Linked DNA regions of Mus musculus: region 2 is linked to region 1. The links are chromatin contacts, called in public Hi-C maps. All regions are on one chromosome and are shown on one strand. The core of a region is the stretch at or near the end of the contact, and the rest is flanking DNA. Distances in the headings are between cores, read along the strand shown. Region 1 overlaps Zmiz1os1 (a long non-coding RNA gene). Region 2 holds the start of 4930572O13Rik (RIKEN cDNA 4930572O13 gene).

What was found. Hi-C and Micro-C count contacts between places; a contact is called where the count stands out from the background.
Region 2: a Hi-C map of embryonic fibroblasts shows a contact between it and region 1, with 2.8 times the contacts expected there. The contact joins the promoter of 4930572O13Rik here to the enhancer-like site in region 1. A contact is called at or near these places in 2 of 484 Hi-C or Micro-C datasets (the 63-12 cell line and embryonic fibroblasts) and 3 of 115 datasets of contacts at active chromatin or transcription factors (embryonic basal ganglia, large pre-B cells and pancreatic cancer cells).

Annotation. Positions count from the first base shown.
Region 1 is chr14:25,302,202-25,306,434 of GRCm38.p6, forward strand. The region is part of intron 2 of Zmiz1os1 (a long non-coding RNA gene); the gene reads right to left. LOC115486423 (a long non-coding RNA gene) reads right to left here. Exons shown (of 2, transcript XR_001781198.1): 2 at 1,420-4,188. Among named protein-coding and RNA genes, the nearest start is that of Gm41113, 75 kb to the right of the region's middle. Within about 2 kb of position 2,465, at least 107 of the 459 cell types and tissues checked have an H3K27ac peak or open chromatin away from gene starts, as enhancers often do. A contact at or near this core is called in embryonic fibroblasts and pancreatic cancer cells, where this site is marked.
Region 2 is chr14:25,141,474-25,145,706 of GRCm38.p6, forward strand. It overlaps 4930572O13Rik (RIKEN cDNA 4930572O13 gene), which reads right to left and starts at 1,768. Exons shown (of 3, transcript NR_045718.1): 1 at 1,666-1,768; 2 at 194-480. All of the region lies in intron 4 of Gm32224 (a long non-coding RNA gene), which reads left to right.

The sequences.
Region 1 (4,233 bases), core at 1,215-3,714:
CTTTTCCCAAGTGTGGACATGCCACTACATGTGAACTGTCACTGTGGCTGAGCAGAATGGCTTTATGGCAGATCATTTTTCTGTCCCCAAGGGTAACCCATAGAGACACTGCTTTGTTGACTTCCGTGCTATTGATGGATGCATTTGCTCTGTACTTGTCATGGGGGTTCTGCAGAGCCTTGTAGATGGGATTGCACCAAAGAAGAGAGTATTTGGGGAACTCTGGGTGCCAGCACAGCTGGATTTGAAACAAAGGAGACCAATCATGTTCTGCCCATAAAGGGGTATAGGAAGGACAGAATTACAACTAAATTCTAATTAACATATTCAAGTACTACATACTCAAATATACCACCCTAGTCTCCAAAATAAATTCCGATTTACACGTGTATACAAGTAGACATGTACACAGCCATAAACAGACAGAATTGATTTGCCTGAAAATTTAGAGTGTTCAGAACTAGAAACTATGCCCCATGAAATCCAGTGAACACTTTATTTCACCCTCAGAGCTTTTTGGAAGTTAAAAAAAAAAAAAAGAGTCTTAGCCTTACTTTAAAGGAGGGCAAATTAAGCCTAGAGAGAGAGAGAAAATGAGAGAGAGAGAGAGAGAGAGAGAGAGAATGAGTGAGAGAGAGAGAGAGAGAGAGAGAGAGAGAGAGAGAGTTCCAAGATCTTCTGCTCATCAAAGGTGGCTCAGAAGAACAGGTTAGATTGTGCGTTTCATCGTCCCTTGGAACACAAGAGTTTGAGGGTCACCGAAGGCCATTTATCAACTTTTTTCCTCAAAAGAATTGATAGCCTAACAGGGCATGTGGAATTCTAGACACATAACTCTGAAGGAACATGGATAATATACCACCAAGATCATGCTTCAGTTAACACACACACATACACACACTCATTCACACATACACACACATATAAAGTCACATACGTATACATACTCACACATATACATACCCACCCATATATACACACATAATCATTTACACATACTCACACTTACATATACACTCACAGAATGCATACACACACTCACATATACATACCCACACATACACATACACTCGCACATATAACACACTCACACATGTACACACACACTCACACATACACACCCACTTACATACATACACACATGCACACACACATGTGCACACACACACACACATACATACACACCAGAGGCTGACCTTAGCCAGTGAAGACCAAGGAAAGGAACCGTCAGGTAAACAAGGCTGAGAAAAGTGGAGAAGACAGGTAAAAGCCTTCAGGGACAAAGCACAAAGTGACACTATGGGGGAAGAGCAGGTAAAGAGGATGCTGGGTAGGGACATGTGAGGGCCAGGGGCCCAGAACCCACCCTGACTTAAACCATGACCCAAGTCAGCAATTGCTTTCAGCTGCCTCGGCATACACATCTGTAAAATGGTTTTATTCCTTTCTTCTATAAGTGTGCCTGGCTCTGGAAGCTTGAAGCTGTCTTCTGGGCATGCGGAAATCCTTCACACACAGGAGAGCTCAGGTGTCAGGACAAGAGGGAAGGGCAGCCGTGAGATCTTGACATACTGGCTGGCCCTCTCCAATTTTCGAAGGTCTGGCTCCTAAAAATAGAAGACTCCATAGGTCTAAAGTTCCCAACAGTACAACAGACAAAGAGGAAAGAGTCGAATCCCAGTCCACCTGAATTGAAGTCCTCGGCTTTGTCATTTACAGTTTTCCCTTGGGCATGCTTCCTCGGGGTCTTCTCCTGTCAATGTGGCTACATGAGAAAGTAGGAGGAACAGGTTAGACCAGAGAAGGGACTGGCTCTTAAGAAAGTAGAGAGCCTTGCACCTCCAGCATGTTCCTCCAAAGCAAATACAGACAGTCCTATGTGAGGGATCCACATGGCGCTTGATGACCCCTGCTGGAGTCCTGTGCAGACAGTCATGTGGCCCTTTGGAGAACAAAGCCCTAAGCATCGCACATAGCATGATTCCTCTGGGGTAGGAGCAGCCACTTCTGTTTGCAAACAGAACACTAGACAACAAACTACAAAAGGGACTTGAGGGAGTTTACTCCTGGGGCCCAGGATCCTGGGCAGGGGCAGTGTGGCTGGAAGCAGGCGTACCTTTTCAATTTGTAATCGCTTTTGAGTCATATTCAAAAACATTCCAAGATGAAATAAAGCGAAAGAAGGCTCAAGCTGCCCTGCAGTTGGGAGCCCTTTGGGGAACTGAAGTGAGCAAGCCAGCCCCTCTAATCCAGATGGACAGGCAGACAGACAGATAAACAGCTTAGAGGCCAAGGTCCCACAGGGCCTGAGGAATGGGCTGTCCCACCCCAGCCCAGCAGGCAGTGGCTGCCCTCTCACCCAGACCCCTGCTGGCAAGCACCGTCCACTCCCTGATCTTCCCGGAATGGACGCTTCCCCAGGCTCATTGCAAAACATCCTGGCTGGAGCTGCAGCCAGGAGTCCAGAAGCAAAGCTCCCTCTGCAGAGCGAGATGCCGCTTCCTGAGGACATTCCGGCCTGGTGTGAGGGCCTGTGGCAGGAGAGGGCAGGAAAGGCCAGGCAGTCATCGGCAGCCAAACTGGGGCCACAGCAGGGCCACGTGCTCACTGGGACGACATCTGGCTGGAGCCATAGCCCAGGTTTTAGAGGACTTGTAATCAGGCACCTCCTCAAGCCCTGCCACCGTCTCTGCTGCAACCCCCTCCACCAGACCCACTGCAGACTCGCTGGGCTTGTTAAGGGAGAAGGGAGCCTCCTTATAAAGAGATCCCTATTCGCAGGCTGCTCCACACACCACGATCCCTTTGCAGAGCTCCAGATTGATTCCAGCCTGGACCAGCTGTCACAAGGGGTCACCCAGGCCCTTCTCTTAACCCCACAGGATGGCAATTCCTTCACCTGGGTTAGAAAGAGATTTTTTTTTTTTTTAGCACAGAGCTCCCTTTTCAAATGTCATCCTCCTGAGAACCTGGCGAGGAATAAAAACACTGAGTGTGACACTGGTGAGAGGCAAGCAGAGAAGCCTGGATTCCAGCCCCTGGGCAGAGCCTAGGAAGCCTGGAGACTCGGAAACCCTTCTGAACATCAGGAAGCCACAGAGACCCTGGCTCTGGTTCTGTCCCTCTGTGCCCTCTCTCGGGCATCTCATGCCCAAAGCAGGTGTATTCTCTACCGCTCTCATCTTTGTCTGGCTAAATTCCAGATCCCAGTACTCACTGTCCACTGGACACCACCTAGATATCCGATAGGCTATAAGAACATCCAAAGCCATCACCTCACACCTCCCCTAATGCAAATGGCTCCTGTCATCAAATACCATTACATCAGCTCTTCTGCACCTTCTAGATTCTCTCCTGGTCAGGATTCACTACTGCCAACATTACCACAACCACAGCCTTCACCATCGCTGTCACCACCATCAACAGCAGCACCACAACCACCACTATCATCACCATAATCATCAGCATCACTGCCAACTTAAAAAAAAAAAGCCACTATCATCATTGTCACCACCAAGACCATAAACATCGCCACCAATATTACAAACATTACCACCATGACCCATCACCATTACCACCACCAAGACTACTACCATCACCATAATCATCATCAACACCGTCGATACCATCACCACAAACACACAAATATCACGGTCAACATCATCACTTTGTCATTGCCATTGCTGTCAACACCACCACCATCACCATCTTCACCAGCACACTCCCTCAACTACTGCCATTGCCTTTATCATCACCTCATCGGTACCATCAGGGTCAGCAAACATCACCATCATCCATTTTAACATTATCCTATCCCCTTCCAGTGTCTCTTACCATCTCTGTGTTCCCTTCCTGCTCAATCCCCTACCTCTTAAAGCACAGGCAGCTGTGATCATGACCATCACGGCTTATAACTTCACACTGCCCCCTCAGAGCAGAGTTCAAATGCCTTGAGATTTGACAGTTTACAAATCTAGCCTAGAGTTGCAAATCTCAGCCTCCAGGGAGAAAGCACCAACCTCCAGTATCCCGCGTACAGCTCCTGAGCCCATCTGTAATTCCTCCATCTGTCTAAACACATCCACAGATCCTGATGGTCCAGCAGCCACAGCAACTGCTGCAGTCGATAATGAGCCCCAAGACCCGGAACTACACATGTCTCCTTGATAGCAGTCTTGCCGTGCTGACCTGGCCCAGAACAGGAGAACAATGTGAGAGTGGGTTGGGGGAAGG
Region 2 (4,233 bases), core at 518-3,017, 160 kb before region 1:
AAGCTTTATGGGTCTCCTCTGGGTCACACACAGACATGCCTGGGCTCTCCCCAGAGTAACCTGGGAACCCTCCTTAGCCTTGGAGATGCTCAGAGCTTGACAAGTGGTCCCTAAGCTGATATGTGACACCTTGCCCTTCTTATTAGAGCCTGGGGAAAAAAATCCATAGCAGCCCTGGCTTCATTCCATTTACCATAAAAGGGGTGCAAGTTATTCATTCCAAACGACAGAGGGGGCCCCCCACGTTCTTGACATGGAACTTCTTAGATTCAGTGTTTGCTTGCACTGGCTACATCTGAACCTCAGGAGCAGAAGAGCACGTCGGTAGCTCTTGCCAGAGTCTCCTTAGCAAGCCTTCATTGGTGTACCCAGAGTTTGCTCAGCAACTCAGATAAAGGTTCCCTCTGAGGCTGTGAGACACTGGAGCTCCAAGCAGGCCGATCCATCCAGAAATGGTATGGTCTTGCGGAAACAGTGGGCCTGGATGGAGAAAGAAATGTGGCTAAGTGAGAGAGAAAATTCCCCTAGGAAGATCTATTAGGCTGTGAAATAGTATTCCACAGGAAGCGGTGGAGGGGGTGCCCGGAGGTATTTAAAGCTGTGCTGGACTAAGTAATAGAAGCCTCGTGGTGTGTGGAGTGGCTGAGAACTGGCCTCGGGGGAGCTGCTGCTGTGCCCTAATAGGTCGACTCCAATAGAAGTAATTTCCGAGCCCGCCCCAGCATTCCATGGAGCTACACTGCTTTTGCCAGGCAAAGAAGGTGTTCACTTACAGCTCAGAAAAAGCCCCAGGGTTTGGTGCCCGCCTAGCCATCATTTGTTAACAGGCTGGCAGTCCCCAGCAAACAGATGTCTACATTCAGCAAACCCCTCTCAAAATCGCATCTGCCTTTCAGGATGGAAATTGACAAGTTACTCTTCAAATTCTTATAGAATCACAAGGCACTCAACGGAGCCAAAAAGGATTTCTAGACAGAATCAAGTATGAAAATTCCCACTTCCTGGTGTCAAGATTTACTATAGAGACTCTATGATACTCACACAAAAATAAACATATAGATCCATAGCATAGATCTCAGGGTCCATAAATAGAATCAATACATGTATAGTCAATTAATGGGTTTTTGTTTGTTTTCTCCTTTTTCTTCTTTTTGTCATGTGTTTGTGTATGTAGTATGTATCCATGCATGTTTATGTTTGTGTTCACATGTGTGTTGGCGCACATGTATGTGAGTGCCTGTACTCATGTGTGTGTGCCTTTGTTCATGTCTGTGCACACATTTAGAAGCCAGAGGCTGATGTCAGGAATCCTCAACTACTTTTCCACCTTATTACTTTTGAAGTGGCCTGTCTTATGAACCCATAACTCATTAATACAGCTGATCTCACCAGAGAACTTGACCCAGGGTTCCCTTTCTCTACCTTTTGAGGATGGAACTCTAGACTGGTTACTACACGTACCCAGTATATACATGAGCTCTGGAGATCTTGAACGTTGGTCCCCCTGTGTGCCTGACCAGCTAATTAATCACTAAACCATGCCCCACTTGTGGTCAGTTGCTTTTTGACAAGCATGCCAAGACAATAAGAAAGAGCAGGCTAATCAGCAAATGTTGCTGGAACAGTTGAATATCCACAAACAAAAGAACGAAATCGGATCCTTACCATCACACCCCATGCAAAGCAATGTCCGAACATGTAAAAATACTTTAAGGAAAGAAAGCATGAGAGTTCACCAACCCCTGATTTGGCACTGCTTCTTATATCTGAGGCCAAAATACAAACTCCAAAGAGAAAAACAGACTAGATTTCATCACAATAAGATTCTAGAATCCTCCCTCTCTCTCTGTATATTCTGAACCTCTTACAATTTAGTAACAAATAGAGAAAATGTACACACTTTAGAATGGGCAAGGAATTTGATAAATGTTTCTCCAGAGAAGATACACAGTATCGAACAGAAAGTGATCAGAATGGTTCATTAGTAGGAAATACAAATCAAAACGGTAACAAAATACCAATTCACACCTGCTGGGGTGGTTTAAATAAAGACAAAAGTTGAAGAGCGGCTGTCGGATGTGGACAAACAAGACCCTTCGAGCATCACTGAATGAGGAGAGAGCTCAAGCACTTTAGCGGCCATTCAAAATGATACAACGTCAACAGCAACAATCTCACTTCTCATAATTGACCCAAAGGATTGGATGCAAGCTGTTGATTGATGTTTACATTATGTGTTATAATATAGGGCCAGAGTGACTGCTCATTGGATGAAGATGCTTGCCAACAAGCCTGGTGACCTGAGTTCAATCCCCAGGATTCTAGATGGACTGACTCCTGCTGCAAACCCATCAAATTGAATACTGCACCAGTGAACAGGGAATGAATGACATGCACTGTGACATGGAAGAGAGCATCCATCCATCCATCCATCCATCCATCCATCCATCCATCCATCCATTATATCTATCTATCTATCTATCTATCTATCTATCTATCTATCTATCTTTCTATCTACCTACCTATCTATCTATCTATCTACCTATCTATCTATCTATCTATCTATCTTTCTTTCTTTCTATCTATCTATCTATCTATCTATCTATCTATCTATCTATCTATCTATCTTTCTATCTATCTATCTATCTATCTATCTATCTATCTATCTATCTATCCATCCATCCATCCATCCATCCATCCAGTATCTCTATCTATCTATCTATCTATCTATCTATCTATCTATCTATCTATCTATCTATCGATCGATCTATCTATCTATCGATCTATCTATCCATCCATTATATCTATCTATCCATCCATCCACCCATCCATCCATTATCTCTATCTATCTATCTATCTATCTATCTATCTATCTATCTATCTATCTTTCTTTCTTTCTTTCTATCTATCTATCTATCTATCTATCTATCTATCTTTCTATCTATCTATCTATCTATCTATCTATCTATCCATCCATCCATCCATCCATCCAGTATCTCTATCTATCTATTTATCTATCTATCTATCTATCTATCTATCTATCTATCTATCTATCTATCGATCTATCTATCCATCCATTATATCTATCTATCCATCCATCCACCCATCCATCCATTATCTCTATCTATCTATCTATCTATCTATCTATCTATCTATCTATCTATCTATCTATCTATCTATGCATCCATCCATTATATCTATCTATCTATCTATCTATTCATCCATCTATTAACTATTTATGTCATCTCTATATCTATCTGTCTGTCTATTATTTTTATATTTATAGACCTTTGATTGTTGTATCCCTAGAATACCAAGACACAGGAAAGAAGAGCAGGTCAGCAAATGCTTACAGTGTAATTGGATATCCACAGGCCGTGAAGCTGGATCCCTTCCTCACACTGCATACAAATGGATTAAAGACTTACATGCAAGATCTGAACCCATGTAGCCCTCAGAGGAAAGCACATCTATAAATCTTCTCCATCTTGGATTTTAAGTCTAAGAAGTCAGTCACAAAAAGCTGCATATCATGATGCCATTTATATGAAGTGTCTGTAATAGGCAGATTTATAGAGACAGAAATATATTCATGTTCACCAGGGGCTGGGGGAGGGGAGAGAGATGAGATTATGAAATTTTCATCAGATAGTGATAATGACTATACAATTCTGGGAACACACTAAATCATAAATATTACACAATGAAGGGGTGAATATCTTGGTATACGAACTACATCTTTAGAAGCTGTAAAAGCCACCTGTGAGCGAGCCTACCGCACAGAGACTGGTTCTGTATCTTGTGTAAATATTATTCCCTTTACATTAGTCTTTACCATATACACAGTTTTGAGCCTGGTCTTGCTCTCCATCGCTATTTAAGTTCTTCTATGTTAACGTCTCTCCCTCAATGTATTTCATGGTAGCCATTTCCACAAGGATAGGGCTGGAGCTCTCTTGTTTAGTGTTATGTTGGAGTTCATTCCTTGGGGTTTGCTGTTATAAATGTTATCACTGTTGAACATTTCTATGTATAAACTCTTTTTGGGGGGAGGGTATACTATTTTTAGGCTAAACTCTTAGAAGTTGAGATGGCTGGAGGAAAGAAATAAGCTTAACAATTCTGTTGCCAGTGGCACCAAATCACCCTCCTTCAGAGTTTTGATGTAGGCTGTTTTGTTCAGAATACAGAGTTACAGCCACAAGAAAAGCCCCTGGTACACTAGAGGTTTAT